Regions from separate parts of the Zea mays genome. Here region 1 is linked to region 2. Evidence: chromatin contacts called from public Hi-C data. All regions are on one chromosome and are shown on one strand. Each heading gives the region's core, a stretch centred on a gene start, on an enhancer-like site or on the middle of the called end of the contact. The rest is flanking DNA. Distances are from core to core; before and after follow the strand shown.

The links. A called contact is a pair of places that touch in the nucleus more often than the background predicts.
Region 1: a contact with region 2 is called in a Hi-C map of ear, with 1.8 times the contacts expected there. The contact joins the promoter of LOC100279235 here to the promoter of LOC542405 in region 2. A contact is called at or near these places in 3 of 25 Hi-C or Micro-C datasets (bundle sheath, ear and tassel).

The regions. Positions count from the first base shown.
Region 1 is chr3:35,679,338-35,684,755 of Zm-B73-REFERENCE-NAM-5.0, forward strand. LOC100279235 (putative protein kinase superfamily protein) reads right to left here and starts at 2,151. Exons shown (of 8, transcript NM_001152256.1): 1 at 1,823-2,151; 2 at 321-800; 3 at 1-71. The coding sequence starts at 1,868.
Region 2 is chr3:34,853,378-34,859,092 of Zm-B73-REFERENCE-NAM-5.0, forward strand. It overlaps LOC542405 (MFS18 protein), which reads right to left and starts at 4,053. Exons shown (of 1, transcript NM_001138443.1): 1 at 3,048-4,053. The coding sequence starts at 3,892. The coding sequence ends at 3,506.

The DNA of each region.
Region 1 (5,418 bases), core at 901-3,400, 820 kb after region 2:
AATTCTCACTGGATAAACACAATGGCAGTCCCGGGTCCCTCGTTTTTGTACCATGTTCGGTGCACAACAACCTAACAAACAAACATAAATCACAATATGGTTAAGAGAATAAAGCAAATCTATAACATAGAACAGATACTATTGGAGTAAATGATATCCGTCGCATAAAAAATGGAACAAATAGATCAGAACGAAATGTATAAATGATGCTCTTCTAGAATAGACAAATGACCAACCCCTCAACAGGATTATGTAATTTTAAGCTGTGTGAGAGCTCATTTACAATCAGAATACTTCAAGGCTCTGGCAAATAGACTTACCACTGTGAGGAGACACTGGAGGCTGCACTAATCCCAAAGGAGCTGCGCTAGAATTTGAAGCTGCATCCGGAGGGTCAGCATCTACGTGAGCAGGAGCAGCTGTTGCTAAGTGTCTGGTATGCTGCACTGGAGGACGTGATAGATCTGAGGAATAAATGGCAAGATCTAAAGCACCAGGCATGTAACGATAGCTAGGTGCTGAAATAGGAGGATGTGTGGATGACATGGCAACTGCTGATGAATATAGCTTCTTTTGTCTTTGGAGGCCATCATCTGGTTGTGCAGAAACACTCACAAGGACTTTAGTTTGGGATGCCAAAGAATGAAATGGTCCCCAACCTTGGAATGGAGGCATGGCAGGGGCGACTACTTCTAGAGCAAACGTTTGAACAATCAAATTGGTCCCACTGAGAAACTCCAGGATCAATACAGCAGGCAAGACATTGGACATAAAATTTCTCAATGTGTCTTCAGGAATTCCTGAAAAAAAAGCTGTACACCATCCAGTGAGAATTATTTTAAGCAAGAAAGTACATTGTGTGGAATGGGCATAAAGCGTAGACAAAAGATTCTGGTGGCCCATGGCTCATTGGCTCCCTAAAAACAACATACAAATGTTATGGAGCCCTTCTAAGGTGGTAAGATAAAAAGGTCGTACCATATCTGCCCTTTACGTATGCCCTTGAATGATACAATTGTAGGCAGAGAAAGAAATGTCCATATGCACATAAACACACACTTGTGTTCCATCTGAATTACAAAATACCTCCACTCCCTTGTGCCAAACATTATTAACTGACACATTAGTATCCGACCTTCTCGATCATTTGAATCATACCATGATACATGTTCAGCAGATCAGATGTTCTTTGCCAAGGCTTGGCATTGTTAATTTAAACAGGATAGCTATGCCATTTCCCGATTCATTATCCAAGGTATTGTTTCACCTCATTCAGATTTGTCCACTCTCGCACCCATCGATTTTACACACGAGTGCGTTTGAATAAAACATAAGCATCGGAGTCGGACAAAAAAGATTACTTTTTCCCCCCACAAGCAAGGAGGCCACAGAGACTACGAATATGAAACTGCCTAGTATCTGCTGCAGTGTCCATTACATCCTCCTCACTGTTAAGCATAGGCTGCACAATCTCTACCGTATTGATTGTTCCATGGCTGCTGGCGCCTGGAAGACTACATGTGAACTCGAATCCGCCGCTCCCACTACCCCCAAACGGACTCGAATCTACAGGCGAGCTTTCCCACTGTGCGCCCAAATGTTGGTAACGAGCTCCCGACGGTAGTTGGAGCAGCGCGCCCTCCCATAGCCCAGACCCCGCCGTGGAGCCGTCATTTCCCCGCCGGCAGAACCTCAAATCGGGCAAGCACAATCGTGGCACGCGCCCAGACTACTCGAGCCCATCGCACCAAGCCTTCCATGAAGCAAGGAGCAGCAAGGAGGCTAGGGCCCACGCAGATCAGATGGGGGGGAGGGTGCTCACCTCGGGCTGGACCGGAGCGGCAGCCCGCTCGCCCGAGCCGCGCCATCCCCGGCGAAGACGCGAAGCACACAGCAGCAGCTGCTGCTGCTGCTACCGCCGCCGCGGGGGCAGGCGCGCTCGTCGCGGCGCTGGCGATTTGGGGCCCATGCGCGCGGGAAGAGGGGAGGGACAGGGACGGCGGCGGCGTACGGGGTGGAGTGGATGGATTTGGCTTTCCTCTCCGGCCGCTCTCCCTTGTGTTCGGGCGCGGGCGCGGCTCTCGGCAGCTGCCGGTGGTGGTGGTGGTGTGGCTTTGATTTGCTTTTTGCGCCTGCGCTGCTGCTTTTCCCTCCTGCGATTATTATTATCTCTCCCCTCCCTCGCCGCTGCAACCTCGGGGAGGGGAGGGGGATTTTTCAGAAGGGATCGGTGTGTGTCCTGTCCAGTCCAGTCCACTGTGGTGGTTTTACTCGAGGTTGAAAGACGACCGACGTGGGCTCTCGGGCCCTCAAAAGTCAATGCTCGCTCGTTTTGTCTACGGCCGGGGCGAGAATCGGCAATTTCACAGCATGCTAGTAGATCGACGATTTTGGATGGCTGTATGCCTGTATATATAGGTCCTGTTTGTTTCGGCTTCTTACAGCTTCTGGCCACCAAAAACTGCTGCAGACTGCCAAACGCTCAGCTTTTGAGCCAGCTTCTATAAAATTTGTTGGGGGCAAAAACCATTCAAAATCAACATAAACACATAATCGGTTGAGTCGTTGTAATAGTAGGAATCTGTCACTTTCTAGATCCTGAGCCCTATGAACAAATTTATCTTCCTACACGTGTAATCGTAATGATACTCAGATTCTCCCCACAGCCAGATTTCCAGAAAAGCTGGTCAGAAAAAAAGCTGAATCAAACAGACACATAATAACCGTCTCCGTCTGTCGCCGTTTCATTCCACACATGCAAGCACACCGGGCAAGGATAAAGATAAAATCCTAGTTAGGCTTCACGTGGAAGGCAACAAAAGATGGGTCACGCGGGGCTAGGCCAGCAGCCTACCTTGAGGACAAGCTAATCTATCGATATTAGGCCATCTCGAAGTCTAAGGCAGGCCTTACAAAGCCAACAGATATCTGATCAACGGAACAAATGGTCGCACAATTGAGGAGCACAACAATATTCTTCACAAAAAGCACACAAACATATGACTGTGACTATGACAGTCCATCCAGCTTATGTTTAGTTGTGGAAGATAAAGTGTCAACCGGAATATAGGTTTTATTCTGTCTGTTCTTGAAAAAAAATAGGCTAAACACGAAGTCTCTGCTCAGGTGAAGAAGTATGGAGTTAGATTCGTATACATGTGAAAAACTGCATACTTTAGAAAGAAGAGATCCTTCCGCAGATCTTCGTAAATTGCTAGTATGCAAAGAGATGCTGGCAACTAACTGGGGTGACTCCACCACGCACGTTCTAACCATCTCTTAGCTATTCAGCAAATACGAGCGAAGGTACCTCATAATCATGATTTGGTGCATAAGGAAAAATAGAAATGGATGAATCTTTAAAAACATACCACCAATAATTGAAAACATACCACGCCAATAACGAATGCAAAGTGTGTTTGTTACAGAGATGCTCCTAATTTGCCATAGAGTGAAGCCTTCAGACAGCCAATAGAATTGGAGCATGGCTACAACAGATCTTTTTTTTAATCCCCTCTCTAATCTCTTCCTATAACCTTGTACATAATATTTTTTTAATACAAAAGTATTGTAGGTCTTTCGTACAGTAATTGCCTCAAAAAAAATCTTAGGCCATCTTCGTCAATAACGACGTGCAAGGCAAACGAGCGAGTGCAGTTTGAATTGGAGAGTGGAATAGGAGCCTTAGTGTACAGTAGAGATGGCCAAACGGGCCGCCCGGCTCGGCTCGGGCCCAGTGAAGCCCGGCCCGGCTCGGGTCCGGTGAAGCCCGGCCCGCTAGACACGGTTATAAAATTGGGCTGGACCGACTAAGCAGGTGAGTTTAATTTTCTGTCCGAGCTCGGCCCGCATCGAGCCTAAACGGGCCAGGCCGGCTCGTTTAGCACGAAAAAAGCGGGCCGAAAAGCGGATATGCGGGCCGACAAGCACGTTTTAGTGTAAAATAACGGGCTTAACGAGCTTAGAGGTAAACGGGTCGTGGCGGGCTAGCCCACCGTGACTAGTTTCCTGTCCGAGCCCAGCCCGCTTATTTGTACCGGACCGGCCTGAGCCCGCATAGAACCGGACCGTGCCGGGCTCGGATCGGGTCCGAACAGCAGGCTTCGTGCCGGGCTCACGGGTCTCGTGGTTATTGACCATCTAAAGTGTACACGGTCACCGGTGAGTCACTAACGGGAGCCTAGCTGCTAGCTTAAGCGCCGCGCATCAAATCCGGGGCTAGACGTCGACATCGATCTCATGTGCGCAATCATGACCTACTGCTCTTCCTTTGCCGACTCGACTTCCCGTGCTAGCGTAGTAGCAGCGACGCTTTACCTCTTCTTTAATCAACGACCACAGCCGGGGGGCTCGTTTCAGCGTGGAAAAGCAGCGATGCGAGCGATGCATGAGATCGACGAGCGCCATTTATATTTCGCGGATTTACATACACACACATATATATAAGTTTTGTGCTCATTTTCTCTGCCGTGAACGTACGGTTCAGAGATGGGGCTGGGCTGACTATCGGATGGATCATGATGGGTCATGGCCACTTCTCTCTCACACACACGCACGCATAGGGATCGACTGGGGTTCGGCGAGTCCTTGTCCTTGATTTGAATTCAGGTGGCTGCTTTGACCCTCTCTGACAGGAAGGAGCCACACCCACACCCTCTATTTCTATGCATCTCTGACTACTTCCTCCGTCTCATTTTTCGTTCTTCGAGCTCGACGAATCCGTCAATTGTCAAGGCCGGAGTTTTTTTTTTTTTTGTAAGTTGTAACCGATCGATGGAACAATAGAGTTTCAGCGCGCGGGAGTTATTTACTTTCGTGTACCTAACTCATGATGACATACATGGCTGTGGAAAAATGCATGCCTAACTTGATTATATATCACCATGTGGTTATCGATCAAATTGTCGGCCGAGAAGACTAGAACACAGTAGAACGGCAGATCCGCATCGTCTGTTTATTCTCACAATATCTTGCACTTTTTTTAACACAGGCGCGAGAATATCCGCCGGTGTCTAGCCAGAGCTAGGGTTAAAAACGAGACAGCCTCGTCTCGGCTCAACTGGGTGCCGCTCGGTGGGTGGCACGGGCATGCCAGGACATGACATGACACGTTATTTTCACGGGTCGGGTAGGGCTGGCCCGTGGGCTAGTTTTGTTGTCCAAGCACGGCACGCCCACTATTATGCGGGTCAGGCTAGGCTCAGCTGGGGCACGGTCAGCCTGTTAGTGTCGTGCAGGACTCGGATCCAGTAACTAAATACACAGAATACATTAAATTTAACAGAAAAACCTTACTTGTACATAAAACATCACATTTAACAGAAAAACCTTACATTCACATCAAAACTGAACATAAATTCAATCCATTAACCAACTAGACATTCAAACCAACATAAGACAAGGCAAATAGGCTACAAA
Region 2 (5,715 bases), core at 2,803-5,302:
CTTCATTTAAGGTCTCCAACCTAATCACCCCGAGTCCTCCACTGTCTTTTAGCCTAGTAATCCTGTTCCATGCAACTAGCGGTGGCTTCCTTGTGTTCATGTCATTCCCTCTCCAAAGGCAATGTTTCCTGAATATGTCTATCTGCTTAATGGTAGTAGTAGGGATTTTAAGCGTGCACATAAAAAAGGTTGGTAAAGATGAGAAAACCGAGTTAACCAACTCCAATCTCCCAGCTTGGGAAAGAAAGTTAGAGGAACATGACAGTCTCTTTTCAATTCTTTGGATTAGGGGTAAAAAGTGTTGAATCGAGGTTTTGAAAGCCCCAGAGGCATTCTAAGATAAGTGAAAGGCATTGACCCTGTCTGACAGTTGAAGGTTCTTGATAGAGTCTCCATTTTCCCAGGGTTAACATTGATCGGGTACATACTTGATTTTCTATAATTTACCCTGAGACCAGTTGAAGTTGCAAAGGAATTAAGAATTGCTTTTAAGAAGAATAATTGCTTTGGACAGGCTTCCGTTATCAATAGAGTGTCATCAGCATATTGAACAATAGGAAAGTCTTGCCCACATCTTTTAGTTAGAGGTAACTGAAGCAAATTCAGCTATCTAGCTTTATTGATAATGCTCTGAAGAAGATCTACCGCCAAGACAAACAACAGAGGTGAGAGAGGATCTCCCTGTCTGACTCCTCGCTTACAATGAAAGGTTTTCCCTAGGACACCATTAAGCAATACCAATGAGGTGCCAGATTGAAGGATACTTCGAGTCCAGTTGAGCCATTTGGGTCCAAATCCTTTATGAGACAGTACTTGGGCAATTAATATCATCGGTACGAACTACCCGACAACTATCCGGTACCTACCCGAGTAGTATCCGTTATCCGTTTCTTACCCGCCCGAATTATTACCCGGTCCTGTCCTGTATCCGTCCTGAACCTTAACTACCCGTATCCGAGAGAAATACATTAGGGTAGGATACGAGATGACCCTATATCCGACCGTATCCGTCCCATTTTCATCCCTAATACTAATAAATAGAACGTGCTCCGCCTGCGTAAAGAAATCGTAATGTGTGATAATAATCCTAACTCGATCAATGAAAATAGTTTGGACTATAGTCTCGGACTATTAAGACTATTTTGTGAGTGAGGTACTTTAGAATTTGTTAAAAAGTAAAAAAAAAAAATAAGACAAACACAAATGAAATAAACGTGAATTAGACTCCATGCGTTAAAAAAAACTGGAACGACAGATATTGGCTTCATGAAGAACATCCATACAGATAAGACTACGTGCTGAATTTTTAAGTCATGAAGAATGACAATCGATTATGCAGTAAGACCCAATTAACACAGGCAATGAAAAATCCAAATTTACGATAACGCAGAAAGATTCAGATGAACTGTAAGATATATAAATCGTGAATCGTATGCTGGTAAATCAAATAATGTTGTAGAACCTTGAAACTTGATAATTTGCTAAGTAATTGGGAAGCTGCATCCAGCATCCTCCCAAGATGGAAGAACCAAAAGAATGCCAGTGTCGTAGCTGCCTAAAACAGTACGAAACCAAGCAAATAGAAACATTTTAACATCCCAGGTAGTTGCCAAAAAAACCATAAAAAGTGTTCATGTTGTCTAGTACTATATGAATAAAAAAAGAACAATAGAACATGTCTTGTTTCGTTCTGCGATTCCAGATCAGTTCTTAAACAAAACACTTCAGGCCTTCATAAGAGAGTGTCTTGGGTTCTTTCCTCCATAACTCATTCACTGGCTGTGTGAGCTAGGATCACTGAAGGCTGGCTCTAGAGATGCGACCAATCTGCTCGTATCTGGTGAGCCTGGCTCATGGTGCTTTGAGGATCGTGCGAGCTTGGATCCAAATCTGCATGCAGGCAACCAAACACAGATCTCGCACGCGCATAGCCTGGCTCACAGCAACCAAACAACAGTTACCCGCATTCCGCGATGCAAACACGCGCAGATGCAGACAACCAAACACACCCTTAGCACATGAAGCTTGTCGAGCAAGTGCCACAACCATTCAGGATACTCCGAGTTTGGTTGAATTTTCGGATCAGAACCCTCCTTGAGGATATCTCCAAACATATTTCGGAAGGACACAGTGAATAAAGATGTGATGAACTGTCTCACCGCTACTTTTTGTTCTCGTAGCAGACTTGTTACAGTGCATCATTAACAAGGCTCATCAACTTAGCCTAGAAAATTAGAAACTAAATTAGAATAAAATAGAGAGACTAAAATTAGTCCCTAGAAACCAAACACCCCCTTAAAGTTGAATAGTGAGAAATTATAGCCCCCAATTCCATCCATTACATTTGCTCCCAAACAAGCTCTTAGGATTGATTTGGTGTACAAGTATGGAGAATCGCCTCTCTATTCGAACTTTCTCATGGATCTCTCCATTTATCTGTCCACCAATCCAGCCCAAAGAAGAGAGAAACCCGTGGATTTGAGAATACAGAGAGGCCGAGCGTTCATTTTGCGTGGAGGGTAGTCACTGACTGATTGCTGAAGATAGATTGGGAACTGAGTAGAAAAAATGGCATTCAGCATTCTGAAAGCATGACGCATTCGAAACGGTTAGAAAATACCATTTTTTTACTGCGTGTTTGATCGATTTATCTCGTCTCCACGGACGACGGTTTGTTTAGATAGGGATCCGAGAGCCCAGAGGACATAAGCAGTAACTACACCACATATAGAGCATTAAATTGCCGCAGCAGTACACTGACATGTCCGTGACTTAAAAGCTTGCTCGTAATTTATTATTATTGACTATTTTTCTTCCCACTTCGTTTGAAATGGTTCTTCATTAGTTTATCCTAAACTGTACTGTCCAGCTGTTTGATGCTTTCGTTCGTGTCTGGGTGTGTAATATATATGCCTTGCATATGTTATCTGCTGCATTTGCTTCCTAACTTGTGTAGTACGTTGGAATGACCTTTTTTTTCAGAGATTCCGAAAGTCACTCAAAACAAAAGTAGTGACAAATTAATGATGCGAACCGAACAAAGTAGTGACAAATTAATAACGTGAACCCTGCTTCAAAAACAAATTAAAGACCCATGCATACAGCTTATACAAACAACAGGTTTACCACACACAAAACATGGATACATCACATGCATGTAGCATTATTCATGCCTCAAGAACATCACCACCGCACCACCGCTAGCTACAACCAGTCACAAACGGCTAAATAAATTAAACACCAAGTCTCCACAAACAGATACTGACCTAATAGTAAAGCAAACACCACCAAATGAAACAGATCCAACTCTCCAATGCAGGCAGGTAATTAAACTAAAAGGCAGTAGAACACAAGCTATATATATATAGCTAGCTAGACGTACGGTACGTGCAAGGCCCAACTACTGCTCGTATGGAGCTAGGGGAAACCACGAACCACGCATGCATGAAGACGACGACGTACTACAGTAACAGTAGCACCACTCTACTACCACGCTTGTTGGCGTTCAGGGCTTGTTGGCGTGCTCGGGGACGGAGCCGGCGGTGGGCGACCCGGGCATGCCGCCGAAGCCGCTGAAGCCCGGGGAGCCGCCGCCGAAGAGGGGCATGCTGCCGCTGCCGGGCAAGCTGAACCCGGGTAGGCTGCTGCCGCTGCCGGGCATGCTGAACCCGGGAATGCTGCTGCCAGGAATGCTGCCGCCGGGGAGGCCGCCGAACGCCGGGGACGCGCCGCCGCCGAGGCGGTCGAAGGGCGGGAAGGTCTGCGGCTGCACCACCGCGTCGTCCTTCTTCTCCGTCGTCGTGGTCTTGATGTTCCTCGCCTCGGCGGTCGACACGGCCAGGGCCAAGGCCAGCAGAGCTGCCGCCACCATCATCTTGGAAGACCTCGCCATCGCGTGCTAGCTCTCGGTCGATCGGCTCTCTTCTTGCTTGCCTGCTTGCGTGCGCGCCCTTCTTGCTTCTCGACGACGATTAAAAGGCTAACCTAGCCTAGTGGTGTGTGTGTGTGTGTGGCCTTGCTCTATCCCTCTTGCTACTGCTGTGGAGTGGTGTGTGATCGTGAGGAGAGAGAGGTGGCGAGGCAGGTGCTTTTATAGCGGGGGAGACGGCTGGGCGGTATTGAAGACGGCGCAGCGAGCTCATCGGCCGGCCGGGACAGTCGGACAGAGGGGCGCGGCCGCGCGGGGTAGCAGCAGCGCGGTAGGTGGCGGGCGTTAAGGAGGAGAGAGGCTGGCTTAAAGGAGAGGCAGGGTACCTGCTGCTGCTCTTTACTGCATGCCATCCTGTGACCGCCATTAAAATTTCCCCAGGTCACTTCACCAGCCACCACCACCACCCTTGCTGGCCTTGCATACGACGCATATGCATATGCATGGCGCCGTGCATGGAGAGACGACGAAGTAAAGGCGGATTTTTTTTTCTTTTTTGTTCTCTCTCTCAGATCTCGACGCGGTTTGATAAATGGTACGGTGACGCCTAGCTGTGGGCTGTGGTTGTGCAGTGCATGCCTTTGAAATTGAAATTCCAGTGGAAGCTTGCATTGCATACATTGGCATTCTGCTAGCTACGGCTGCATGCATGCAATTGCAATGCATGCGTGACACATGCATGGTGGGTGGTACTATAAAGGACATGATTGGAGTGAAGTTTTTTTTGGGGTTTGGCTAATACCATAGTATTTTATGTCATGAAATGTTTAGTTGCATTCCTGGAAAGTATATTTTCAAAACCATGGTTTTGTAGACACCAAAGTATTTTTGGAGTATTGAAAACTCCACTCCAATCCAAAGTATTTTCATGATATGACTAGCTCTTGCTTAATATCATGGTTTACAATGTTCTATCCAAACAATGTTTGTCAAAACCATGTTATTTTTGGAGCTATCAAAACCACGGTATTATCATAACAATTGCAAGTATAGTATTGTAAAGCCATGATTTTGAGAAACATTGCTGCCAAACAAGCAGGACCGGCCCTAGGGGTGGGCAGCCGCCCAGGGCCCCGAAGGTATAGGCCCCCCAAATATGTACTAAATATAAGTATATGATATGTGCTATGGATATTTAGTAATTGGTCTTAGTTGAGACACTATTCGGTAGTCCTTTCGCTAGCTGTAGCTTGTTGAAAATCTGAGAAACGAATCGATGAGTCTATTGCAGTCACAGAGCAAACAAATCGTCGCAGACTCCTAACGCGATGTGGCGAGGCGCTGAGTGTGTGTTCATTAGGTGATTGTAGCCATAGTGTATGTTGTACTAGTTCTTATATTATATGTGTATATTTTTTCAATCTCACGAACTAATGGTTGATTATTAATATATTCTATATAGGATTTTAAAGCGGAATTTTATCTATTTTACTTTGGCACCAAGCGAGCAAAAGACCAAGATAAGAGATTTTTAAATGGAGTATTATCTGCTACATATTTTTTTTTAAATATAATAGATATGGATTTTTATCCTAATCTCTCTATTGCATATTGAATCTCAGTGACTTTTCCATTTAAAAAAACTTTTAAAAACTAAATTTATTGAAAAATCATTTGTGATCAATGATCATGTTTTTTAAAAAACTTTGTATATAAATATATATTACATACATACATATATATAGAGAGGATGATGAGAGGGCCCTCTAAATTAGCTTTCGCTCAAGGGCCCTAAAATGTCAGGATCAACCCTGCAAACAAGCCCTAAGTTTTTTTTGTCTCACTTG